2 separate regions of the Sus scrofa genome follow, and region 1 is linked to region 2. The links are chromatin contacts, called in public HiChIP or PLAC-seq maps. All regions are on one chromosome and are shown on one strand. Each heading gives the region's core, a stretch centred on a gene start, on an enhancer-like site or on the middle of the called end of the contact. The rest is flanking DNA. Distances are from core to core; before and after follow the strand shown.

The links. HiChIP or PLAC-seq counts read pairs in DNA pulled down with a chosen protein or histone mark.
Region 1: a contact with region 2 is called in an H3K27ac HiChIP or PLAC-seq map of skeletal muscle. The contact joins two enhancer-like sites. A contact is called at or near these places in 6 of 47 Hi-C or Micro-C datasets (epiblast stem cells, liver, mesenteric adipose tissue and 2 more) and 1 of 2 datasets of contacts at active chromatin or transcription factors (skeletal muscle).

Annotation. Positions count from the first base shown.
Region 1 is chrX:35,867,067-35,872,958 of Sscrofa11.1, forward strand. The region is part of intron 1 of BCOR (BCL-6 corepressor); the gene reads right to left. Among named protein-coding and RNA genes, the nearest start is that of BCOR, 21 kb to the right of the region's middle. Within about 2 kb of position 1,480, at least 32 of the 83 cell types and tissues checked have an H3K27ac peak or open chromatin away from gene starts, as enhancers often do. A contact at or near this core is called in liver and skeletal muscle, where this site is marked.
Region 2 is chrX:35,736,534-35,742,841 of Sscrofa11.1, forward strand. No RefSeq gene overlaps it. Among named protein-coding and RNA genes, the nearest start is that of BCOR, 150 kb to the right of the region's middle. Within about 2 kb of position 4,953, at least 48 of the 83 cell types and tissues checked have an H3K27ac peak or open chromatin away from gene starts, as enhancers often do. A contact at or near this core is called in liver and skeletal muscle, where this site is marked.

The sequences.
Region 1 (5,892 bases), core at 230-2,729, 130 kb after region 2:
TGGGGGTGGGGTGGGGTGGCGAAGGCCCCCGCGCGGCCAGAGGCTTGGGGCGGCAGCAGCCAGCGCCTCAGCTCGGCGTTGGGGATGCGGAGACGCAGCGAGAAGCATCGAAGAGGCTGGGCTGGCCTCGTGGCGGGAGGCAGGGAGGGGGGGTGCAGGGGCGCGGAAGGGGGGCTGCCGCGCCATGGGGGGTGGGGGGCGGGGACGCAGCCCCGGCTTCCTGGGCCGCAGCTGCGACCGAGGGCGCAAGAGCAGATCATGCTCGGCGGCGGCGGCGGCGGCGGCGGCGGCGGCGGCGGCTCGGGCCCGCCGCGCTCGCAGCTGAGAATCAACAAAGGGAGGCGGCGGGCGAGCGGGGGAGGGGCGCCTCCGAGCGTTCGCTGGCTGCTGTGGAATAATAAAAAATAATTAATAATGATAATAAGAGAAAAATCCCCGGGCTTTCATGGCTCTGGGTTTCCGTGTGGCTGCAGCGGGAAGCGCGCTGTCCTTGAGGCGGCCTCTCTCGCCTGGTCTGCCCGCCCCTCCCCCTCCCTCGCCCCCTCCCCTCCCCGGGAACCGGGAAGAGAAAGGTCTGCAGCTGACAAATATTATCCATTCTCCCCATCGATCGCGGAGTGTACAGATGTGAGCGCTTGATGTGCCCGCGGAGCGGCGGATCCTCCCTGCTCGCTCGCTCTCGCCCAGGCTCCGCTCGCCGCCCCCCTCCTCCCCCTTTGTTCTCCTCCCCTTTCCCTCTCTTTAAATAGATTTCAGGGCGCTGCCTGTTGGAGAGCAGCTGGCGATCTCTCCCGAGAGAGGGAGCGAGCGCAGCCCGAGGTGCCCTGTCACCAGCCTCCCCTCCCCCACCTCGCTTACCCAGTGCGGGCCCACCCTCCACCTTTCTCCAGTTCCCAAAACAGAAAACACCGGGAACACCCACGTCCACTGCACCGAGAGTCTCTCCGAGCTCTTGGACTCCTCGCGCTGTCCCCTGTGTCCGTGTCTGTGTGCGGGAGAGGGAGGGGGCGCAGGGAGGGGGCTCGGAGACTTGCCGGAAGAGCCGAGGGTCGGGATCTTTCCTCGGCAGCAGCAGGGACGCAGCCCCGGTCACGCTGAGAGGGGACAGTTTACCCATTAGGGAAAGTCGGCGGAGGCGGCCCTTTTATTCCTCTTTTGCAGATGGCAGATTAAGCCAGCAGCGTCCGGTCTCAAAGGGGCCGGCCGCTCGGCTAAGGGTTAACCCGTCGGCCGGTAATCGCGGACACACGCGCGCGCGCGCGCACACACACACACACACACACACACACACACACACACACAGAGTCACACACACGCGCGCGCGGCGCGCCCTCCCCGCCCGCCGGAGCGCCCGCCACAGCCCGCAGTGCGCCCGGGGCTGGAAGGAGGGGGGACTCGGGGGGGAGGGGCGGGGCGGGCTTAACCAGGCCGCTCGACTGAGCCGAGGCCACCTCGCCGTCTGTCACTTAAATGATTGTCCTCCGCTCCGCTCGGTGCGGTCAGTACGGGCTGTTAACAGGCAGTTGCAATCAGTTTCCGAAAGGTCAGCCAAGGTCCTCCGGCTCTCGCAGACGGAAGGCATTACGAAACCGCTTTTGTATCTGCAGGCACTTTAGAAAAAGAGGCGAGGAGGGGCGCACCGCAGCGCGGCGATGCTGCGAGCCCCGGGAGAGGGGCGGGGGCCGTGGGGCGGGGGAGCTCGGCCCGCCCCCCACCATGGCCTGGACCGGGCGGCGGGGAAACCACACGGGGAGTGACCCAGACCCTCTTGGTTACGATGGGGAAGCCGGAAGGAAGAGGGGGGGCAGGCGGCAAGAGAAGGAGGAATGGGAGGAAGTGGGAGAGGCGTCCTGGCCCCCCTCCTCGCCCGGCCTTCGGCCCACACCAGGACCCGGACGGGGGCTGGCGGCCCTGGGTGCTGGAAGACCCCACTCGGACTCTCAGGTCCTCCTGTCTCTGGAAAGTGGGGCGGGGAGGGAATGAGAGACCCTCGCAGAGCAAGCAAGTCCCCGCGCGGTGTCTGAAGACGCTGCTGCTGCCGCCGCTAGAAGTCGTCCATCAGCAACCAGTCCAACCTGCCAGTGATAATGTGCGATCAACACCAAATCACCCCCGCCAGGCGCGATCCATCATCGCTGCGCGCCGCGGGGCCGCGTGAGGCTCACTCGGGGCTTGGGCGGGGGGGCGGGGGTGCGGAACAGAAGGCTGTCGCCCTGCGCACTTGGGCTCTCGGCGCACCTAGCTGCCCCTCCCGGAGGTCTGCACCCGGCGTTCATAACTCTCCAAGTTCCCCAGCCGCAAAGCACAGACACGGTGGCTCCGAGTTCCTCGCGCAGGTCACTTAGGAGCCAGCACGCCCTACTATCCCGGTCACACCCTACAAAGCCGTCCCTTCCTCGGATCTGCCCTGCCCGTCCCCTCCCCCTCCTTCGAGAAAGCCTGGCTGGCGGGAAATTAATATTTAATATCGTGAAATTGATTAAAGGGCTGGAAGCCGGCAATGGGGTGGGGGGAAGGGTAGGGGCGTAATTAAAGATCTGAGAGTCGTGGCCGCTCCTCGTGTGCTGCAGCCGCACAGGGCCTTTGTGAGGCCGTGGCGGAGCTGCGCTGGGCTGAGCCCAGCAGTCTCGGGGCGGTGGCCGGTGCTGCCCAGGATCCCGCCGGCGCCCGAGGGCGGAGGGCAGAGGCCGCTCTGCCGGGCGGGCTGTCCCGGAGGTAGCGAGTTAACCTTAGCGCACCTGAGGCTGCGCAGAGAGCCGCCTTCCCTTGCCTGCCAGTATCATAGGCTCATCTCGGCCGCAGGAGACTGAGGGTCGGGTGCTGCAGCTTTTCACTGCTAGTTCAGTGCAGAAGCTCCTTACTCGCCTAGGGGCTCTGGAAGGTGCATCCCCCTTGCAACTCCAAGGTCCCCAGCGCAGCCTCGCCCGGGCCCCATCGCAAGCCTCTCATGCATCCCTTCGAGAGAAGGGGAGTCAGGCAGGCTCCTCCAGTTCTGTAATTGGGGGATCCGCAGGCCGAGGCTGCTCAGAGCTCCCGTTGGTTCTCTCTCGTCCAGGCCCCACCCCGGGCTGCTCACACTTGGGGCAGCTTAACTCGTTCAGCTGCACTGCAGATGGGGCCTGCCGCTCGAGGCGGCGGTCTCCAGGGAGTCGTCACCGAACCAGCTCGGCCGGCCGCCTGTCGCACCATTTATGGTTACTGCGCCTCCCGGAAAGGGCACGGGGGGCTGGACAGGGCTGCGGGTGGGTGCGCCCAGGCCACTCAAGCTGGCGCTACTAGAGGAATTCGGATAGCAGTAACCCGTTGGCGCGGCTACCGTTCAGAAATCAGATAGTTGGCTCCTCGGCAGGATGACCCCCAGCTTGTGCAGGCCTGACTCCAAAGGACCGCTTTGAAGTTTTGCTCGTATACAATTTTTTTTTTTTTTTTTGTGAAGCCATTTGTCTGAAAAGTACCAACAAGTGTGCCGAGGGGAGGAAAAAAACCACACACAAACACAACAAGCGGCATCCTTGGCCCTAATCAGTTAGGGGAGGGCAGGAGGCCCCACCAGGCACCAGGCCCTCTAGAAGGAAGGTCAGGACCAGGGAGGATTAGGCCCAGTCTTGGGTTTATTGCTGTACTTGAACAAAGCACCGGGGGCTGCCTAAACTGAGGCAAGAGAGAGGTAATTAATAGAGGAGCTGAAGAAGCAAAGAAAGGCTGGTGTGGCTGCTGCCTGGGTGGGTGGAGAAGCAGAAGTGCTTCTCCATGAGAATAACAAGCTGGTGCAAACGTTATGCAGAATGACTTTATTTCACCAAAACAAAACCAAAAAGTTCACATTCAGCTTCTCACGCTGAGCTGATAAGCCACATGCAAACTTTGGATGGAACCTTGAACCAGTGGGAGGTGTCAGCCCGCAGTTTACACAGGGCAATGGGAAGCTTTTCCGAGTACTTCTCCCATTCCTACCTTTGTGATTCTACCTGCATCAGCTACTCCCTAGAGTGGCCTTTCTGACCTCCCAACCTGAGCCCGAGGCGAGATCACTCAGAATGCACCGCATTCATCAATGCCATTTCTGGTAAATTGGACCTCAGGTTTTGGAGTGTCCTAAGAGGGAGGCAGCCTACACAGTGCGCATACCGATGTCACAGCAAATGTGATGGGCGGCACACATTCTGTAGCCTTTCCTAGATAATATTATGGACTTCCCAACCAGATGCACCCGAGTTTCCAAGACATTCTGGATTTCTAGAGCTCTGGGCCCTGCATCTTAACAGGGCACGCCCCGCGACCTGCAGTCACGGGTATTGCGTGTGCAGCTGTGCACCAAACGTGTCCCACGGCTTGCCCGCGAGCTGCCGGGGTGGGAGGAAATGGCCTGGGTGTGAGGCCCGCGCCGGGTGCTGCCCATTGGTTCTCTGTCCACCGTTTCTAGACCGGCAGCCGTCCTTCGCGCAGCCCTCATCTCAGCCAGGGCCAGCCCGCCAACCCGAGGCAGGGGGAGTTGGGCGACAGCGCATCCCTTCAGGGCCCGTCCAGGTAGGGCGCCGGGAAGGGAGCCTGTCTGGGGAAGGGGCAGGCCTGGGTCCCCGGGGGTCCCGTGGGCCCCGGAGGAGCGGCCTTCCCGCTGGGGGCCCCGGCCACGCACGCCGGCTCCCGGGGGCTGCGCCCGCCTCTCCCCCGGGCGCGGGCTGCACGCCGGCCGCCATCTTGGCGCGGGCGGCGCTGCCCCCGGCGGTGGGACCGCAGAGCCGCAGGCCGGCCCGAGGCGGCCTCGCGGGCCTTCCCGGCGCCCCTCGGCGCAGCGGGTCACGGCTGACCCCTGGCCCGGGGCGGCCGTGCCTGGTCAAAGCGCGGCCCGTAGTCGCCCCTGGCCGCTAGGCCGGCGCGGATTTGAATCCCTGGAAACGACCTCGTGTTCCCGGGCTCCTGCAACGGGCCACGCGTTGTCACCGCTCCCGCGCCCAGCGGCCCAGCGGCCTGTCACGCAGCTGGGAGTTTGGGCTGCTGTCCTCCCCGGGGGCGAGGCCCGCGGCACTGCCCCCGCCGCCGTTCGGGGGTCTCTGAGTCGCTTTGGGGGGCAGGAGAGGATGTTAAAGTTACCCCTCTTTAAGGGAAGTGGATTGGAGAAGACTGTACTTAGCCCCTGTGCCACATGCGTTCATGGAGAGCTTGCGAAGGGCAAGGCACTGGGTTAGGTCCTAGGGGAATCCAAAAGGACAGAAGTGATTTTTTAAAAAAGACACCCTTGGCCCTCAAGTAATTTACAATCTAGGTGGGAAGACAGACTTATAAATGACTAACTCAACACAAATAAAAGGCAACGTGGAATGAATGTAAACAAAGAGCTCGAATCCTGCAGTAAGTGGTCTGGGGAAAGGCCAATTAATTATTTTAAAAATAACCCTTACTTCTAAAAATGTAGAATCAATTCGGGGAGGGGAGGATAAGAATTTGCCAACACGGAATAGTTCCAGGGTTCCAGGGAATAACAGTCATCACTTCTGAAAGGTTGATGTTTAGGAAAAACGGCGAAAGTTTATTTAAACTAAGCGAAATACCAAGATTCAGGAACTTTGGATTCATTTCTCAGCTCCTGACATAAGTGGGGTGGTAGAGATGCAATTTTCCATCCAAACACAATACCACCACCTCCCCTCTCCCCACCTTTGGAGCCAGTAAAACTCCCATCACACTTCATAAAAAGAAGGGTTTTAGAAAATAAAACTAAATGGGAGATTAGAAACTTCTAAAAAGGTTTCAGACTTCAAAATGGGAATAATAGTTCCCGTCATGGCTCAGTGGTTAACAAACCCGACTAGCATCCATGAGAATGCGGGTTCGATCCCTGGCCTCCCTCAGTGGGTTAAGGATCCGGCGTTGCCATGAGCTGTGGTCTAGGTG
Region 2 (6,308 bases), core at 3,703-6,202:
GCCAGAGCTGACCGGGGCGTCTCGCCGCCGCGGGCCTGGGCTTCCGCACTCCCCGGCTCTTGCGCGTCGCCGCTCGCGGCAGCGCCTCGCCTCCCAAGTGTAATTCCACAGGCCTGCGAACGCTGGGGCTGCGGAATCGTTTGAGGGAGTTGGAACCGCATCAGATGAGCACGCCGGGAGGTGAGATCGGGTAGAAAATCGGCGAAACTTTGAGTTGTGCGCCGCCCCGCCACCACCACTCACACACCCACACACACAAAATTTCCCCTCCCCCTTCCCAGCCGCCACCTCCCCCACCCTCTTGATTCTTCAAGGTTTGCAGCCCAGTCCTGTCATATGGTTTTGTTTCTGTGCTGCTGCTTTTTTTCAGACACGAAAATTGGACACGTGGAGAATTAGCCTGGCTGGAGAAGCGCTGGGTGCAGATTCAAACAATGGTTTCCAGCAGCCAAGCTAAGGCAACACCTTCCCCCACCTCACCCCCAAATGGCAGCAGCCTGGGCTTAGAGTGAGCACACCCCCGCCACTGCCCCCCCCCCCAAGAGCCCGGGAAGGGACCAGTGGGGGCTCTACTTTCTGCAGCCCTTTCCTCAGATGCACACCCCTAGGTCGTCCTGGACTGCTGGCTCTGAGATCATTGTGCCTGGGGTCTTTGGGGACTTCCTGCTATTTTTCCCTGGGAAGGTGCTGTCTCAAAGATGTCACCCCAACTATGAATGTTTAAAAACCCAGGCAGGCTCCAGGCTCTACCCTTTGGCAATTCCACCCTCCCTAGGCATACTTTCCTAACTGCTTGGATCCCACTCCCACCCCCATCCGAAGAGCCGTCTCCAGGTGGCTGGGCCTCTAAAGAGCAGCTTCCTTTAACCAGTAGTCTTTTCCAGAGGCCTCATCCTCCACTGCAGCCACAACCTTGGCCCTCAGCCTCTCTGTGAACCCTCCCCCAGCGCACTACCCTACACTGGCAGGGGCCTCAGCCTCCCCCCACCAACGGCAGTTACTCTCTCGCCTGTGCACCTCGTCCCCAGCTCGAGTGCACGGTTGTGTGTGTGTGTGTGTGTGTGTACGCGCGCGTACACACACACACACACACACACACCCGCACAGAAGCTCTTGGCCTCCCGGAGCTGGTTTCCTCTTACAGGCTCACGGCAGAGCTGCTGGGGCTGTGGCAACGCTTGCGGCTCCCTATGCAGCCCTGGGTTTCCTTGCAGCGCTGCGAGTTGTGAATCTGCCTTCTCTTCCCTTCCTGCAAAGGTCAGGCCATCTCCTCTCACTCGGCCACAGTGATGCTCTGGCCTGCAGAGCTCCAACACTGCAGCCTGGCAATGAGGATGGAGTGGGCATTCATGCAGGCACGAAGGCAACCCTCCCCACCCCCACCCCAGCCAGGGGGCAGGAGCCAAAGGGTGGGGGATTCAGGATGAGAAACACTGCAGACAAACCCCAGAAAACAGCTGAGGATTTGCAGCCAGGGACTCAAGAGAGGGAGAGAAAACCAGGCAAAGGCTGTTAGGCCTGGACTCCTCAAGAGCAGGCATTTCCACCCCCACCCCAGGAGCTGCGCTAGCACGAGCGGAAGGCCAGGAGAAGAGGCCCCGGGTGTCTGTTCACTTCCTTGCCCCCCCCCCCACCAGCACCTCCGCTCAGGCTGCCCTTCACTCCAAGCAGGAGTTAGAAGCAAGCAAACAGGCTGACTTCGAATTCAGTGGCCACGGAGCTCGAGTCAGCTGCGGCCCCGCAAAGAGGGACCTTAGGGAGGCCCTTCTGCCACCCCAGCCCCAGTGAGGCTACTGAGCCCTGCGAGTAGCAGGGCAGACGACCGCAACACCTCGCTGTGCAGAAAAATGAGAGGAAATGCCATTAAACCTACTTCCTCTAAAGAGCGCCACCCCCAGTTTTCTGTGAACTGCGCCGGAGAAGTCAGGAGAGAGAGAGAACTCGTTAACCTTGCTTGGGTTTTAACATCGCCAGCTTCAAGTCAACCTCGGGCCGCCCGAAGGTTCTGTGAAATATTTCACCTAGCTCAGACAATTTCCTGCAGTCCCTAACCAGACCACCCCGCTTAGTGAGTAGCTGCCAATAGGCAGACTTGACTGCAGGGTGGCGACCAGAGGCCTTCCAGGCCACTGGCTGGCCTGGACCCTCCACTCAAGAGTCTGGACAAAGTCTTCGCAGAATCCAGAGGGACCAAGACCTGGCTAAGCCAGAAAATCCAAAACCATAAGAAAGAAGCCCAGGAAAAGGAGTTTAAGACACTTTTCTCCCTAAGCCGGTGTGTGTTGTCTGTGTGAATTTCTGGCCCCCCTGAAGTCTGTACAGTGGGCCTGCGCATGTCTCACGTTCCTGGGGAGCTATGCATTTTGAAGAGCGGCATCAGGAAAGGGGGTGACCGCTGTGTGCGCCCCCCGCTTCCACCCGCTCACCATTTTCCTCCGCATCCTCTCACTAGGGAACAGAGCACGCAGGCAGGAGTGGGATCCTTCGACTGCGCTGAGCCTCAGCCTCTTCCAAACGTGAGGCGCACGGAGAGAACTCCTGCTCTGCCCAGTTTCCACTCCCGCCTCCAGAATAACGAGCCGAAAACATGTGTACTGTAAATAAAGCCTGTCTAAATAAAGCACTCGGGCGAAGGCTGCCGAGAAAACACTCGGCATCGCTCTGTTCAGAGCGTGAGTCAGCTTCCCAGCTCCCGGGGAACAATGGGGACTTTGCCAAGGGTCCCCTTCTGTCGACCCCTGACGGCCCTCAGACCCATTTAGGTGGCGGAGGCGCCGGCCCATTGGGACTTCTGGCCTCGAGGTTGGGGGGGGGCGCTCCCAGCGGCCGAGGTTGGGGTCCAGCCCCAGGATTAACGCCGCCGGGAATCCCTCTATCCGCAGCTGCCTCGGAGGGGTTGAGGGTTAAACAAACACCGAGCAGAGGAGCGAGCCTGGGGCGCTGTGGGGCTGCGGCCCGGAGACGGGAGGGTAGGGGATGCTGGGGGCGTTCGCTGCCGAACCTCCCGAGGGGAAGGCGCCCCCTCCCCGTTCCCATTCCCAAGCCGGGCTCTCGCCCACTCGGATGGCCGCCTCTCCTCCGCGGCCTCCCAAGTCTCATCGGAAACGAACCGAGAGAGCAGCTGCCAGAGTCACCCTACTCCCCTGAGACTCCCCATAGGCCCATGCACGTACACCAGCACCCCCCCCACACACACACACACACGCGCGCGTGCTGGGGACTCGAGGAGGCCTGGCCCCCGACTTCGCGGCGTGGTCGCCAAGGTCGAGTGAAACGGCGCCCCTTTGGTGGAGGGCAGTGTTGGGACCCGTGACGGCCTCTGCGTCACGTCTCCTATCTCGTCCTCTGGGCTCCCTTGCGGAGCCGCCCACCCTCCAGGGGAGTTCCGACGGGAGCGTTGGCCTCAGCTCTGGCGCGGGGCGGTGGTTTCCCCGCGCCCCGTGACCTTGAGGGTCAGTGATCCACCCGGGAGGCTCGCGGTTTCCGGAGTGGTGCAGCCAGCCCTTCCTCCCCGCCTCTCCGGCCAAGGCCGCCCCCGGCCGCCCAGCCGTGTCCCGCTCAGCCGGCCAGCTCTCGGCCCCAGGCGGAGGCGTGAGGGTGAAAGCACCGAGGGCCTCGCCCACGCCCTGCGGACACGCGCGCCTCCGGGGCCTGCGTTGGCGCTCCAGCAGCCGGCAATTACCAAATCGTCGCGGGGCAGGGTTGGGGGCGAGGATTCGGGAATGGGGTTTGAGCGGGAGAAGGCGAGGAAAACAAGTGAAATGGGAGCGGCAGGGAGAAGGGACGGCTTATAAATCACCCAGCCCCACCCTCGAGCCACACCACAGAGGCGCCCCAAGCCCGCAAGGGATGGAGGGTCACTCGGCCACTCCTGGCCGACCTCTGAGCTCTCCCCGAGCCAGCGCCCCACCCGGGGCTCAGGCCGCGCTAGGACCAGCTCCCGGCCGGGATCGTAAACCACCCGCCGGATTCGGCGGGAAGCCACCCTTGGACGCAGCGCGCATCCGCCCAAGGGGAAGTTTATTTATAGCTTGTAAACGTAAAGGAAACCAGACCGCGCTGGCTCGCCGCGCTCGGGCTCCTACGCTCCCCACCTGCCCACCAGGGAGGGCGCGACGGGAGGCGAGTGGGGTGTCTCGGTTCCTTCCCTGCCCCCCATCCCCACCCCCGCTCCGCTCCCAGGGGAGAAAAGGGTAGGGTCCTAAGAGGCTGGCAAGTCTTAATTCCTCTCCAGGCGCCTATCCAGTGCCGTGAAGGCCGGAGAGGGCGGAGGACAGGGCCCAGGCCCCGGCCTGGGGAGGGTGGGGGCGGCCGAGCTGTCCCACTTGGCACGCACCTGCGGGCAGGCCCGTCAGTGCGGCGTGGGGTTCCGCAGCTCCCGCTCCGGGGCCGGGGAAGTCCTGGAGAGCCCGGGATGTGGGCGCTCCGGGAGCCTCTCCTAGGGAGGCGGGACGTTTCCCCGGTTCCTCCCGAGCACGTGTCCTCAGCAGAGCAGGCAAGCGCTGCGCGCCTGGGGCTGCGATCCCCGGGCGACAGCGGCCGAGAGCGCTCCCTCCCTAACCCCCAACCCCCGCCGTCGCCGCCTTTCTCGGGGAGCTCCAGGTTCTGGGGTGCGCTCGGGGCAGGCCCGAGGAACCGGAGAAAAGGAGAAGTGCCGGGGAGGCGATTAGGGAGAGAAGACATTTAAAAGCCTAGCCCTGAATAGACAAGCAGCCGAGCTGAAAAAGACGCCTGCGAGCCCCTCTCCCAACCCCCATCCTCCGCCCCAGTGGCCTCTCCCAGTCCCGGCGGAGCGCACCCACCCCTGGCCGCGGCCCGGGCGAATTCCAGGGTGTGTGTGTGTGTGTATGTGTGCGCGCGCGCGTGTTGCGAGGCTGTGTGTGTGTGTGTGTGTGTGTACGCGCGAGCGCCGGGCGGGCAGTTGCGAAACGGGCTCTTGGCTGCAGCGCGGCATAATGGAGGTGGCTGGAACAATGCGCGCTTTGTGCGCGCGGGGAGTTGTTTTCCATCCGCCTCGCCCCCCTCGCTCGAGCCGTATGGCACTTTAATCCCCGCCACGGCTCGGCACAAATGCACTTGTGTCCTGCAGGTCACTGGGGGCCGTGTGGCTGGAGCCGACCCCCTCCATCCGCGGACCTCACCGCCGGCTGCCCCATCTTTCTTCTTGTGTACCACTCCCCCCGCTTCCCCCGCCCCAGCACCACCACCTCAATTCCCGGCGTGGGCCAGTGAGCCGGCTTGGAAGCTTCCGGGCCCGCGAGTCACTTTTTGTCCTCCGTGGAGACGGCGCATTCCCCCGACCCCCACCCTCACCCTTCGCGAGCTCAGACAAACACACACCCAGGCCGACCGCAGGCCCCACACTCGCCGCCCTCCCTCTCGCTGTCTCGGCCCGCCCGCCCCCGCCCCGTGCTCCGGACTCCTGCGAACAATAGTAAATGTCAACAGATTCCGCGCGGCGAGTGTCTGACTCGGCCGAGATAAGGGTGCGCGGTTGGCCCCGCGCTCCGCGCCGCCGCGGGGGGAGCGCGCCCTGACCCCGGCAGGAAAGAACCGGCTATGACGACGAAACCGGTGCCGGAGGGGGGGGTGGATCGGAGGGGAGGCCATCAGCCGCAGCCCCGTAGGGGAGTCTCGCCCGGAGCCCAGGCCCCGCCCCGCCTCCACGCGCCTTAACCCGGTGCTCATGCGGGGCCCGTGGGCACAGTGAGAGCTGCCCGGCCGACGTGGCGCTCCGGCCTGCTTTCAGATCACCCTTCCACTGCCCTGCGGATGCCGGAAAAACGCTGATCCCGGCCAGGACGCAGGCAGTTTTCGACCTACTGGGAGCCGGCACCCGAAAGATGCGAAGGATTCGAGTGCTCGTCTTCGGAAACTCATTACAATATTTTTTTAAGCGCGCACACACTCTCGCACGTCCTCCTCCTCGATCGTCCGCAACCCACCACCCAGCCGAGTTAAAATTCGCAAATTGATTCTCACGCGTTGGTATTAATGGGTTGTTCCTCTTAAATTGTTGCCAACTTTGCTAATGGATTATTATTTAAATGATTTCTTTTTTATAAAGTACGTGTTGTTTTATAGATGCGTATTTACTTAAAGAAATCAACTGCATCTATTAACATATTAAAGAGAGAATAAAGCATCAGGGCCGGTGTAATGTACTGTTCAGCCTTACTTTGGGTGCTCACGAAGATAGGAAAATCTTATTTGTTTAATAATAAGTCACTCATGAATATGCAAATGACATCGGTGCAGTACCTCACTTCTGTCACTATTAATGAGTTGCAAATTAATGTGACAACAAA